Linked DNA regions of Mus musculus: region 1 is linked to region 2. Evidence: chromatin contacts called from public Hi-C data. All regions are on one chromosome and are shown on one strand. Each heading gives the region's core, a stretch centred on a gene start, on an enhancer-like site or on the middle of the called end of the contact. The rest is flanking DNA. Distances are from core to core; before and after follow the strand shown.

The links. A called contact is a pair of places that touch in the nucleus more often than the background predicts.
Region 1: a contact with region 2 is called in a Hi-C map of CD8 T cells, with 7 times the contacts expected there. The contact joins the promoter of Ube2cbp here to the promoter of 4930429F24Rik in region 2. A contact is called at or near these places in 1 of 39 promoter capture datasets (erythroid cells) and 1 of 484 Hi-C or Micro-C datasets (CD8 T cells).

Annotation. Positions count from the first base shown.
Region 1 is chr9:86,462,726-86,469,520 of GRCm38.p6, forward strand. Ube2cbp (ubiquitin-conjugating enzyme E2C binding protein) reads right to left here and starts at 2,191. Exons shown (of 10, transcript NM_027394.2): 1 at 2,016-2,191. The coding sequence starts at 2,092. Dop1a (DOP1 leucine zipper like protein A) reads left to right here and starts at 4,429. Exons shown (of 39, transcript NM_177208.3): 1 at 4,429-4,571.
Region 2 is chr9:79,791,143-79,797,811 of GRCm38.p6, forward strand. 4930429F24Rik (RIKEN cDNA 4930429F24 gene) reads left to right here and starts at 2,499. Exons shown (of 3, transcript NR_040734.1): 1 at 2,499-2,723; 2 at 4,598-4,743. Tmem30a (transmembrane protein 30A) reads right to left here and starts at 2,288. Exons shown (of 7, transcript NM_133718.4): 1 at 1,832-2,288. The coding sequence starts at 2,068.

The sequences.
Region 1 (6,795 bases), core at 941-3,440, 6.7 Mb after region 2:
CGGGGCCTAGCAAACACAGAAGTGGATGATCACAGTCAGCTATTGGATGGGTCACACGGCCCCTAATGGAGGAGCTAGAGAAATTACCCAAGGAGCTAAAGGGAACTGCAACCCTATAGGTGGAACAACAATATGAACTAACCAGTACCCGGGAGCTCTTGTCTTTAGCTGCATATGTATCAAAAGATGGCCTAGTCGGCCATCACTGCAAAGAGAGGCCTATTGGACTTGCAAACTTTATATGCCCCAGTACAGGGGAACGCCAGGGCCAAAAAGGGGGAGTGGGTGTGTAGGGGATTGGGGAGGTGGGTATGGGGGACCTTTGGGATAGCATTGAAAATGTAAATGAGGAAAATACCTAATTAAAAAAAAAAGAAAAAAAGAAAAAAAAAAAGAAAAGATTTGTAAATTTAGAAGAAGAAAAAAAGAAACGGGAAAGAAATACTCATTTAAGCTACCACAGAGATGAAATATGAATCTCAAAGCCTTGTTGGATGTTCCCAGCCCTGTGAAAGCACAGGCAAGCAGGCAGATCTATGAGTTCAAGGTCAGACTGGTTACATAGTAAACCACACCAGCCATGAATACATTATTAGGCCCTGTCTTACAAAACAAAACAACAAAAACATGTTGGGAAAGGCAGATTGAAACATCAATTTCAAAACATCAGTTGGCTATGTCAGCTTGACATACGTCGGGAATTAATTAAAACCCCAACATGGAGGGCACATGGTGAGGGATTTTTTTACTTAATTGGAAGTAGGAAGACTCACTTCCTACCTTTGAGGTAGGAAGACATTCCTTTATCCGGATCTTTTGAGCTGGGAAGAGCCACCTCAAATATAAGCCACAACTTCTGTGGGAAGAGGACATGGAAGAAAGAAGCTCTTTGCTTGCTTGCCCTCCCTCTCACTGTCATTAGGAAGTGCACTGAAGACCAGCTGAGACACACAGCCTCACGGACTGAGCAAACACTGGATTTTTGGACTCAACATTCATTCATAGCCACTGTTGGACTGGCTGGACTGCAAGCTGTTAAGTCGTTCTAATAAATCCTCTTTCTATTTATAGACAGATTCATTCAATCAATTCAGTTACTCTAGAGGACCCTGACTAATACACATGTCAACACAGTTCGAGAAACAGGGATATTGTGTAGATTGGTTGAATGGGACCAGACCATGGTTCTCTTAGTAGGATAAGGGACTGAGCTGTGTTAGAAGTCAACAGTCAAAAGATCAGAGAGACAAACAGGCAGTCTAGCAAAGTAGGTTTCTCACAGAGTTTGTTTGGTACGAGGGATTAGGCAGCTGTATTTGGTAATGTGTGTATTCTTAATTACCAAACACAGTGGACAGAAATTGTGGATATTGATCTCACTCCTCCCCACCCTTCATCCCCATACTGGGGAGTATTCAAGATCTGTACAAGCTACACAAATGAATTGTACTGAGCCTAGACTCAATCCCAATCTTAAAACTGAAGAAATCCAGGTAATTCTGCCCATGTGAGAAAGGTAGGATTTGAGTTCAGTCCTCAGGCCGCATGCAAAACTGCCACTTTAGCTACTTGTCAGATTTTAGGAAAAAAGGCGAAGCTAAGGAAAAAAAAAAATACAACTGTGCTGCTCTGTAGTACATTTTCACATCTATTTGATACATTTGTCACTAAGAACTAGGCAAAACCCACGAAGAGATCACAAACCATTAAAATTGCTGACCATTAGCAAAAAGGAGCATTTTACCCCCTAAAAGTTTCTTGTTTGTGTAGTAAATATGAAATTTAAAGTTCGCAGACAGGCTGGGGAGATGGTTCAGCGGCTAAAATGCTCGCCAGGGCAACCCATCTCGCCCCGCGCACGCGCACATTGTCCCGCGCACGCGCCTACTGCCCGGCGCGCTCGCTCCCTCGGTCCCGCGCATCCGCGCTCCTGTGCCACGCACACGCGCACCAGGCTCCGGGCCGCGCGCCTGGCCCATGCACGCGGTCCCGCGCACCGGTGCTCCCTCCCTTACCCCAGGATTAGCAGCGCACTCTGCAGCCGTCTCCGCACTTCCAGGAACACGCGCGTTTCCGCCGCAGCCACCGCCATGGCCGACTCAGGGACCCACGCGGGACCGAGCCCACAGTTACTAGAACCCGGACAGGGTGGGAGCACGTGCGGCCGTAGCAGGCGGCTGGCTCCCAGGCCAAGGTAGCGCGAAGGGATCCGGCGGCGGCCGTCTGTCGGCTAGAGCGCCACCTACCGGGAAGAGAGCGCACTGCCGAGGCGCCGACCTTGCCCCAGTGGCCGCTCTAGTAGGACAGGTGCGACCCAGAGAGCAGAGCTGACCTCCACTGGAAGGATGTTGGATGGGCTTGACTATGACTACGAGCATTTCTTTCCCTGAAATGAACAGAAAGCTCAGTTTGGGCCAGGGGAAGCTCTTCTCTGGATAGTTGAGTAGGATGAGGTAGATAATGGAGCAGAAGCTGTACAGGTGGTACTTCCCATAGGTCCAGAGCCCCAAAGCCCACTTTATCGGAGTCTCCTTTATTTGAACTAGAACAGTTTATTAGCTTCCGTATGATGTATCCAAAAATATCCACAATTGATTGGCCATTACATTTCGCGCTAGATATGGTACTTCCAAGACTGAAACAGTTGCAAAAACCAGTGTAACCACTAAAAGACTGGTGGACTTGTATCTTGACTGACCATTCATGTAACTTTTGAGAAGCTAAAAGGAAATGAGTAATTTCTGATATACATTCCCACTATACTGCAGAAATAAAAGAAGTCATAACTTAATTGCTCCTACAAGATACATTTCGAAAGTTTGATGCAGTAAAAGATCTAGTGTGGTATAAACAAATATATCAGGCCATAGGATTTCAGTTGGACACCTTTTAAGAATGGAAAGCTGTTATTTAAAACATAGCTTGTATAATGGGGATTGTCTTAGTTAAGGTTGCTTTTGCTGTGATGAAGCAACAGTACCAAAGGCATTTGGGGAGGAAAGCATGTGTTCAGCTTACACTTCTATACCACTGTTCATCATTGAGGGATGTCAGGACAGGAACCCAAACAGGGCAGAAACCGAGAGGGGGAGCTGATGCAGAAGCTATGGGAGGGTGAGTTTACTGGCTTGCTCCCATGGTTTCACTGAACCTGCTTCCCCATAGAACCGAGGATCACCGACCCAGGCAGGGATAGCACCACCCAACATAGGCTAGGCCCTCCTAGGTCAATCACTATTTTAAAAAACGAGTTACAGTTAGGTCTTATGGAAGCATTTTCTCAATTGAGGTTCCCTCCTTTCAGAAGACTCTATCTTGTGTCAAGTTGACATAAAACTAGCCAGGACTGAAATCCTGTTTATTGATGTTCCATTTCATAATTTCATAGTTATAATTATCTGACATTGAACAAACTGGAAGCATTTCTAAATAGGTTTAATCCAAAGAGGATGGCGTATATCTGCAACCCCAGCATTTAGGAGACTGAGGCAGGATTGCTGAAAGTTCAAGGTCAGTTTGGGCTATGTGAGTACAGGGCCGTCTAGAGCTATGTGGCAAGACTGTCTCAAAACAAAAACTGGTCTTAAGTATACTGAAAATGTGATTTCAGATAACTTTTCTAATATCAACCTTTGAGGTGTTTTAAAGTTTATCATGTTGCTATATAAATTCCTGTTTCATTCCAACAATTTGAGATCATAAGAGGGAATAATAGCTTTAAAAAGTAAAAGCTTTGGGATGGAGGGTTGGCTTTGTGGTTAAGAGCACTTGGTTGCTGTTTCACAGGACTGGGAAGCTAGGTTTATAGCACTCATAATTGCTTGCAACTTCAGAGCATCTGACCTCTTTTTCTGGGCTCCATGCATGCACACACATACCTGTGGCACTCCCATATAAAATATAAGTAAATAATTTTTGAAAAAAAGCAAAGGTAACTACTATTTGGTGGCAACTCATTTATTTGAAGGACAATTGTTCTCTTATACTTTTAACACAGAATATTACTTAAATTTTGGCAATACTTAATATTGACACCTAGCAAAATACACAGCGTCCTCAGATTAGCGTGCTCCTCATATATGGTTTAAAACTAGAACACGCAAAAACACTTGTAAAGACAACAACCCTTTCGAATACGCGTTTGAAAGACGGCTAGATACAAAAAAAAGTGCTAAACTGGCTCTCGGTTTCACACAAACTGTGCCTGAAATGACGCGCATAAAGTGCTGGTGGATCCAGATGATCGTACTTAAATAATACTTCAAAACTGTTTTCAATTCCCCCATTCCATCAAAATGATGGTTCGCTGGCTCCTTGCTCACACCTTTCCCGCCTTCCCTCCGCCGTCTCTCCGGTCGCCCGCACGAGGGCGCTGTGGCGCCGGCTAGCCGTGGCCGCCGAGCAGCGGACGGGGACGGGGGCGGGGACGGAGGCCGCCGACGTCGACGCCGGCGTGGGCGCGCGCGGTGCACGCTGGTAGCTGTCACTAGGCCCTGGGCTGGCGGCCTTCGTGCGGCTGCCGCGGTTGCCAAGAGAGCGGCGCCAGCGGGGAGCAGCAGAGCCCGCGGCAGGTAACAGCGTCCCCGCCCCCGGCGCGGTCGCGCGGCGAGACGCGGCACGGTTCGGGCGAGCGTCTCCGGGCTTGGCCTGCGGTGGTGGCGTCGGGGTGTCACCGCCCGGCCCCCACCTGAGCCCGCCTCTGGGTGGAGGGAAACGGGCCCTGACCTGCCCGGGGCGAGCGGTGGGACCCGGGGCCTGTCCGCCCGTGGCCTTCGGCGGGCAGAGCCGGCACGGGGCTGAGGGGTGGTGTCACCTGGGCGCGGGTGCCCGGCGCCTTTGTTGGAGGCTTCCCGGCACCCCGTTGCCTCGCCAGCCCGGTGGGTCCCTTTTAGGATCGAGGCGACACCGAGGCCCGCCGATGTGCCGGTGCAGAGGGTTGGGAAGCAGAGCCAAGTTCACCAAGAGGAAGCCGAGCTAGCACACGGAAGTTGTTAACAGTCCTCACCTTTGATTTCCAAGGCTTTGAAAGTTGCCCCATCGCTGTACTTAACCTCACCCTCATCCTGTTGAGGAGGGAATAGCACGCAACTGTACTTTCTCCTCCCCAAGCAAATTGTGTCTTGTTAATTCTTATATTATCTCGGAGTTCTGTGGAGTTGAAGAAAACTCAGATTTAGAGATTGTAGTCAACAAACACATTTTTTTTTCTTCTCTTTTTTTTTTTTTTTTTTTTTTGATCGGAAAAATACAGGAGTCAACCTCATTTAGTAGCTCGCAACTATAGGGTCAAAACTTTTCATTCTGGAGATGATAGCCCCATATGTAGGTGTTAAGGTCTTGCCACTTTGAGGTTAGTTGTATTCGTATTAGCATGGCGTCGCTATGTGCTAGGCTATGTGCTAAGTAAGTCACAGGATTATCAATCCCTTGGTTCGTTGAGCTGACAGAAATTATAGCCCAGGTAGTCTGAATTCCTTGTTGTAATGGTTACTTCTAATTAAACTTTGTCATTCCTCAGAACTGCTAAAAGCAACCCCCTTTTGGGGACCCAATTTTTAATAAAGAATTTTTAAAACTGAAGGAAACATAGACCAAAAATGTGACACCATGACCCAAAGGTTAAATTTAATTGCTTTCCCATCTGTTGTGAAGAGCCCTACTTTGTAATTCCAATAGTAGAAACAACTGTAGCCTGGGGCTTGAGGGCTAAGGTTCAAAGCTCTGTTTTTGCTGCTAACTGGGTATGATCTCTCTACCCCTCAGTTACTGTCTGTATTCTGGTGTCTAGTTTTGTTGTTTTGTTTTAGTGGTACTGCGATTCCTTGTGCATGCTTAGTTAGATTCTACCACAAGCCTGTGCTCCCACTGTAAACTTTTTTTCTTGGGGTGCTGGGAAGGAATGAAACCTTGGGCCTGGCACATGAACAGCCTCAGGGATTTGAAGAGCTCATGATTTTCAAAATTGCTATTTCCCATCAAGACTGTACTAAAGCAATAGTTTACTTCCCTTAAACAGTGTTCCATGTCAAATCATGTGGCAACACACTAGATTTAACCAACCTTAACTTTTGTTTGTTTGGAGATCAAACCTGAGGTATTTCCAATACAAGGCAAACACTCTACCACCAAGCCACACCTCCTTCCCCCAAGTTTAACTTTGGTTTGCTTGTGAAGGCAGCTCCTCAAAGACTTCATGCTATGCTTGCATGCATATAATTTCCAAAGGAAGGTTTAAATAACATTTCCCAAATTTAACTAACCAGAGAGCCCAGTTTGTTTCTTTCCTTTCCTTTCCTTTCCTTTCCTTTTTGTTTTTTGTTTGTTTGTTTGTTTTTGTTTTTTGTTTTCCTCGAGACAGGGCTTCTCTGTATAGCTCTGGCTGTCCTGGAACTCACTTTGTAGACCAGGCTGACCTCAAACTCTGAAATCCACCTGCCTCTGCCTCCCGAGTGCTGGGACTAAAAACATGCGCCACCACGCCCAGCTGAGAGCCCAGTTTCTAATGCAAGTATATGGTAGAATGCTTACCAAGCATGCCTGAGGCCCTGGGTTTCATTGCAGTACTGTTAAAGTCTCCTAGAATAAAATAACACATGATACCAATTTCAGAATTACTGTACTAGAGGTATGTCTGCTTCCAAGCGGAAAAAGCCACGAATTGGCCCCTTGTTGCTGTCTAAGGTCTCTGGGGCATGAAGATGTATGTAGTGAGACCTCATTGGTATAACAAAAGACGTTTAAGGATCCTCAGTATAAAAAAAGTTACTATTAAGGATGCATGTATCACTATTGGTC
Region 2 (6,669 bases), core at 1,249-3,748:
ATACACAATCTAAATCATCATTGCTTTCATCTTAATATCAAGTTTAAAGGAGATGGTGCAAAGGTCTAATGCTTAGGAGGTATCCCATTATCTTTCCTATCATCTCAGTAAGGGTCATGATGTAGTGTGAGAGTTTACACCTTGGAATCAGGACATTAACACTCCCAACAGTCCAGCCATCCCTCAGGCTGGTCCTTAGCTCTCATCTCCTGCTGATGGGTCATAACGCACATCTATTTTGCATCTAAGTGTAAAATCTTAGAAGAAATTCATTATCCTATTTATTTTAGAGATGAAGAAACTAACCTTCAGAGAAAGTAAGTCAATTACCCCCCCTGAAATCTAATTAAAGCTGCAGAGCTCAGGGTTTAGGTATGACAGGGAACAGAAGTGTTTTACATCCGAGAAGTTTTTTTTTTTTTTTTTAAAACATTCTGTACGTTTGTATAGTTTTCTCCAGTTGAGCATACCTAATCTCAAACTCTACAATCCAAAATATTCTAAAATCAAAACTTTTCTCCTGCCCAACCTGTTTGGCCCAGAGCTTCATTTACATTTTGGAGCATTTTGGGCTACCTTTGAGTATATCACAAGGCTAAAACCACGAAGATAAAATATATACCAAAAACATACGCTGTGAGCTTGCTCTAGTCAAAATAAAATTTAATAAAAGATTTTTAAAATACACTCTAGATACTATTCTTACTGTCATTAATACTGAAGCACTGTGCAGTTAAAATATATATATATATGTGTGTGTGTGTGTATGTATGTATATATATATATATATATATATATATATATATAAACCAGCTTACTTTAGTAAACTGAACAAAGTCACCAAAGTCCCTAGCTAAAATGACTGGGGACGTCCAATTAAATGTAGTATTTATTTTTAAATTAAGTACACAAAAATATATCTTTACAACAGAAGAAAGCAAGGTTACTCAACATCGATCTTGCCAGTTCAAACAGATGAAAACTCCCTTAATTTGATGGAGGACTTGTGGACGTCCAATACTGTCCGCCACACAGTACTCACATCCTGCTATAAACCCATCTTTACTGATGCGGACGGATAAAAATGCAGTGATTACTGCACCAACACAAATCAAAATGTTTCCCTCAGTAGAGTGTTTCTATCACATCTAAGTAGGATATTCCAAAAAAAAAAAAGTAATGCCAGTGAAATCGTTTATAGCTAGTTTCCAACTTATTTCGTGTGGAATCATTGATATGCATATTTTAAAAATCAAGCAGGAGGAATTAGGACCACTGTGGGGCATAATTAGAAATGAATACCGCCTAAAAACAAACCAGAACTGAAGTTTCATGCCTTTAACTATATCGTGGCCAACAACTAAAAATATCTAATTAGCTCAAAATCAAAGTTACTTGTGTGCGCTCTGTATGACTTAATTTCTTCACAGAAGAATCAATACCTTTATTGACTCCGGGTCCTACACCCAACCAATTTGTTAATCTCTGTGTCCCAGAATAACCCCCGCCCAAATAACAACAGTCTGCCCCTGTGAGTTGCCTCAGAGTTAAACACGTAAATCTAACTCTTTTTCCTCTTATCTCCTCCTAAAAGACATTCACTCTACCTCTCGGAAACCCACGCAAAGCGCCTCCAAAAAAAGTCTCGTCCACCCGACATTCTAGCTGTATTCATTCCATTTCCAGCCAGGTAAACCGAGAGCCAAAGGAAGCGAGCCCACAAAACTGCAAACTCAGAAAAGCCACAGAAGAAACCGAGAAGGCACCAGAGGGCGGGGCCCGCCTGTCACCTTCTGGGAGCCGGGGGATCACTGCCACGCCCCTCCCTCACCTCGATCTCACGGATGTTGTTGGAGGTGACGAAGATGCCGATGCCGATGGGGATGAAGATGAGGCCGATGATGAAGAAGGTGGGCAGCACCGTGCCGGCCGTGAGGATGGGCTGCCAGGCGGGTAGCCGTTGCTGTTTGAAGGCCGTGTTATCCGGCCTCCGGGTCTTGGCGGCGCCCCCGGGAGGACCCGCGGGCCCGCCGTCCACCTCATCCTTCGCGCTATAGTTCATCGCCATCGGCCCCCGGGCTTCGGCTCGGCCACGTCCAGCTGGGCCGCCCAGGGGACTTGCGTGCCGCCGACCCTGACAGGAGACGCGCAGTCACCGCTGCCGCTACCGCCTCCGCCACCCGCGCCGCCACCGGGGAGGCGGAAGAGGCGGGACACGCTTCTGCGGCCGGCCGCTGACCGGAAGCGGGCGTCTTTAGGAGACGCCCCAGGGAGGGAGAGAGAGGAAATGGGGAGATGATTGAGGGACGAGGGGAGGGGAGGGGGAGGAGGATGGAAGGGGGAGGAAAAAGACGGACGCACCCTGATCATCTGCCCTGTGACGACAAAGTGAGGGCTTTAGGCCGGGCGCGCGGCTACGTGAGCGCATGCGCGGCCCGGAGCGACGTCTGCGCACTAGGACGGTAGCGTCTTCGCTTCCCCGGGAGGACGCTTCTGTTGGCGCACACTTCCTGTTGTGGTTATCATGGAGACTTCTGGAGCCGTCAGGTCGGACTCGGTGACCTGGGCTACCTGTAATTTCGGCGCCGGGTTGACTTTTCTTATGACGCCTACGCCTCTTCTGAAGGGAGTTGTAGCGTCCTGGAGTCCACATGTTTAAAAGGATGCAGATCCCTATTGAATTTTAACTCGCCACTCAGTGTGCCTCTATGAATTTAAGTGAGGTATAACATGCGACCCATTTGATATAATAATAATAATAATGATGATGATGATGATGATGCAACCTAGTTTAGCCCTAATCCCTCGCTTCTGATCGATTTTCATTTATTTTTCTGTCTACTTCACATTGGTTTGGGAAGGTTATTGTAAAACATGACAGTGATTCTTTTTTTTTAAACTTGGTAATCAAAAACCAGAACATAATACCACTTGTTTAAAAAGGGGTATTAGTTTTAACCTGCCAAGGAAATTCTCGTTGAGACTATGTGTAATGTCAGCCCTTGAAAGGTAAAGGCAGAGTAATTGAAATTACAAGGCCAGTCTGAGCTACTTAAGAGGCCAGCAGGAAATCCATAGAGAACCTGTCTCAATAAATAAACAATAATTAGTAACTCAAAGACACCAAAGCAGTACAGAGAATACAAAGTGTAGAATTCAACTATAAAGCGTAAGATGCTAACCTCCATTGATTGACTGTAGGCAGGATTTTTTCTTTTCTATATTTTACAAATTTTCTTTTATAAGTGTGTAATTTTGCAAATTTACAAAAAAAATGATTATATAGCATCTACATTTTGAAATTGTGTTTGAAATCCAGACTATCTGACAGTACCTACTTTTAAAAAGTCTTTGTCTACAGTTTTGACTTGCTCCAGTATGTTCTTCTGTGATCTTGGATTTCCCGGCCCCGGGTTTTCCAGACAGGGTTTCTCTGTGTAGACCAGGCTCCCCTCAAACTTGTATAAATCCTCTTGCCTCCTGGGTGTTGTAATTAAAGGCCTGGGCCACCACAGCCTAGCTGATCTCAAATTCTTAAGGCCTCTAGAATCCTTAGGTTTGTATCTTGCTTTAGCAGCCTAAGTTTACCTTCAACCCCATTCAAATGGAAAAGAGTCTGTCATAGAGAGGCTTAGCCTGTTGTCTTAAACGTTCTGTTGGGTAAAATGTTCATCACAGTGTTGGGGATAATCATGGAGTCCTTTTTCTTTCTTTTTCCCCACTCCTGTTTAGATTATCACAGTTAGATGTGTTAGTTCCTTTATTTCTACTCTAGAACTCGGTTTAAATAGTGCTACAACTGAACCTTCAACATACAATTGAAAATATTCAGGGGAAAAAATTGCTTCTGAGCTAGTAAACACGGAGACAATTTCTCATCATTATCTTTTAAGTGGTTATTTCCATTGTACTAAGCAGTATAAATAATATAATCAGGAGACAGTTTGAAGGGTGTGGGGGAGATACATAGGTCATTTACAAGAGCTGCATTTTGTATAAGAGATTTGAGCACCTGAGGTTGTATCCACAAGTTTCTGGGACCTCTCCAGGATGCTGCAAGACACCTTAGTTTGCTTTAAAGCTTTGTTGCTGTTGTTGCAGGAGCAGTGATCTGATGGTTCTTGGTGTGCTTACCTACTTCCTGTTTCCTTTGGTTTGCTCAGAGCAAAGATTAACTGTCTCAGTTTTACTAAAAACTTCACTGGGGACTGGGTGATGATTACACACATTTCCTCCCAGCACTCCAGAGGCGGAGGCAGACAGATTTCTGTGAATTCAAGGCCAGTCTGGTCTATGTGAATTCCAGGACAGCCAGAGCTACACAATAAGTCCTTGTCTCAAAAGGTATCCTTTTTGTTTGTTTGTTTATTTGTTTTTGTTTTTGTTTTTCGAGACAGGTTTTCTCTGTGTAGCCCTGGCTGTCCTGGAACTTACTCTGTAGACCAGGCTGGCCTCGAACTCAGAAATCTGCCTGCCTCTGCCTCCTGAGTGCTGGGATTAAAGGTGTGCACCACCACACCCAGCCTTGTGTGACATTTCTTAATGCTATCAGATCAATAATCTGAAATGTATGTTTCATATAGTTTTCATTTTTTAGTTCAGTTACTACATTATGCCACTATGTCAGAAAGGAAGAAGAAGGAGAAGGAGAAGGAGAAGAAGAAGAACTTTGATAAATTAAGGAATGGAGAAAAGAAACCTAAAACAGTTGTTTTACTATTTGGCCAAAGTTCACACAGGTTTGTATGTCAGGCTCCTTCAGTACCTCAAGCTGCTTTAGTTCTCTATCATCTAAGCATACCCAAGGGTTTGTTTGAGTCTACAGCTTAATATTGCCTAGGAAAGTTAAACCTGAGAGCCACAGTTCTTAGAACATACCCTCACCCAAGACGTAGTTTCTTTGTGTAGCCCTGGCTGTCCTGAAACTCTGTGGATCAGGCTCTAAAAATTCAGAGATTAATCTGCCTCAATCTCCTGAGTTCTGGGATTAAGATGTGCTGAGAGAAAGTCCTTAATAATTTGAATACTTTTCAGTATCCTTTTGTTCCACTCCCATTCAGTTAGAGACTTCAGTGGAATAATATTTAAGGCACACCTAATGATTTTTAGAAGGGCCATGTAGACTTTGTGTGATACATTTAGTCTCCTAAATTATTTATTACACCAGAGAGTCATCTAAACTGGGTTTTAAAACTAAAAAAATTAAACATTAATCTTTTGTTAGCCAAGTGGTGGTAGCCTATGTCTTTCAGGATAGCCAGGACTACACAGAAAAACCCTGCCTGGAAAAATAAAAACAAAAAACAAGCAAACCTCCTCGGTAGCTGGTCATGATGATGCACACTCAAAAATCCAGCACTTGAGAGGCAGGGGCAGGAAACCAACGTCAGCCTGACTGCATGGAATCTTGACTTAAAAATAAGAACAAAAACAAACAAAAGAAACCCTTTCCCTGGTTTTCCCGTAGAGTGCTTATTAACTCTTAAAGTTGAACATTTAAGAGACCTTTCATCCTCACACTGAGTGAGAGTTCGTCTGATTGGCCTGAAGTCACTGCTGTTGCGGGCTCTTGTGTAACCAGTCAACAATCAGAAGTACTAGTCAAACAAGATATTTCAAGGAAGGACAATGACACCAACTTCCAGAAATTCGAGGAGACAGCCTACTAACTTAGTTTTAAGAATAAGGTTTCATTTCTCTAAATGAAAGAATATACCCCCAGTGGGACCTCAGAATCCACATCTTCTGTTGCTTAGGGTCTCTCAGTTAATTATATCCCCAAGGGCTCATCAATTATAGATAAAAGCTTAGCCTCAAAAATAGTGCCATCTCTAGGTTGACAGCCAGCTGACATCTGTTACAGGCATAACAGAGAAATTAATTATTTAAAGGAGAGTGGGATGGGAAAAGAAAGAGGCTTAGCTTATTCTATGAAAATCATAGGGGCAGAAAAAAATCATACCTTTAAAAATGTTCTCTCACGGCAGACCAGTTTTTGACGTAAACTTAACATTTTTTCCATTTTGATATGTTTTAGATTGTTAGACGTCCTAACAGTGGGAAGTATATATTTTTTTGGTTGAGTTACTGTTTCCTCTGAAATTATTTTAAAATAACTCCTAATTCATCTGAGCTCAAGGGGACCTCCACCTACCTCCACCCCTGCCCTTACCATCTAGTACTGAAAGATACCTACTTCCATCTATCTGTCTTACTAGATAGAGCTCAAGACCAGAGACTTTTCTTCATTTCTAAAGGTCCAACACTTGGCAAAAGGCTTAGGACATAAAACAGAGTCAATCTGGAGTTTACCTGGTGACTCTCAGTGGATTCACATTTTGGTGGAAGAGACCACTTGGCAACCAACCATGGAAACCGTGAGGTCTTTGCTCTATGAGTCTACAGGGGTTGTATGAGGCCCTTCTATGATGTCAAACACTAAGCTGTAGGGAAGAGAGTCCCCATTCAAGAGAAAATAGAATGCTAACCAAAGGAGACTTATGCTACATGCATTAACACTCTACATTACCCTGGGTGACCAAGTTGTTCTTAAGCATGGGTGTAGCAGGTTATATCACCATAGCAACAAATGTCTCCAGTGCTTTGAATTTGGGTGAGAATTGTTAACTGTGGTGGTTTGAGTGAGAAGACCCCCATGGGCTCATATAT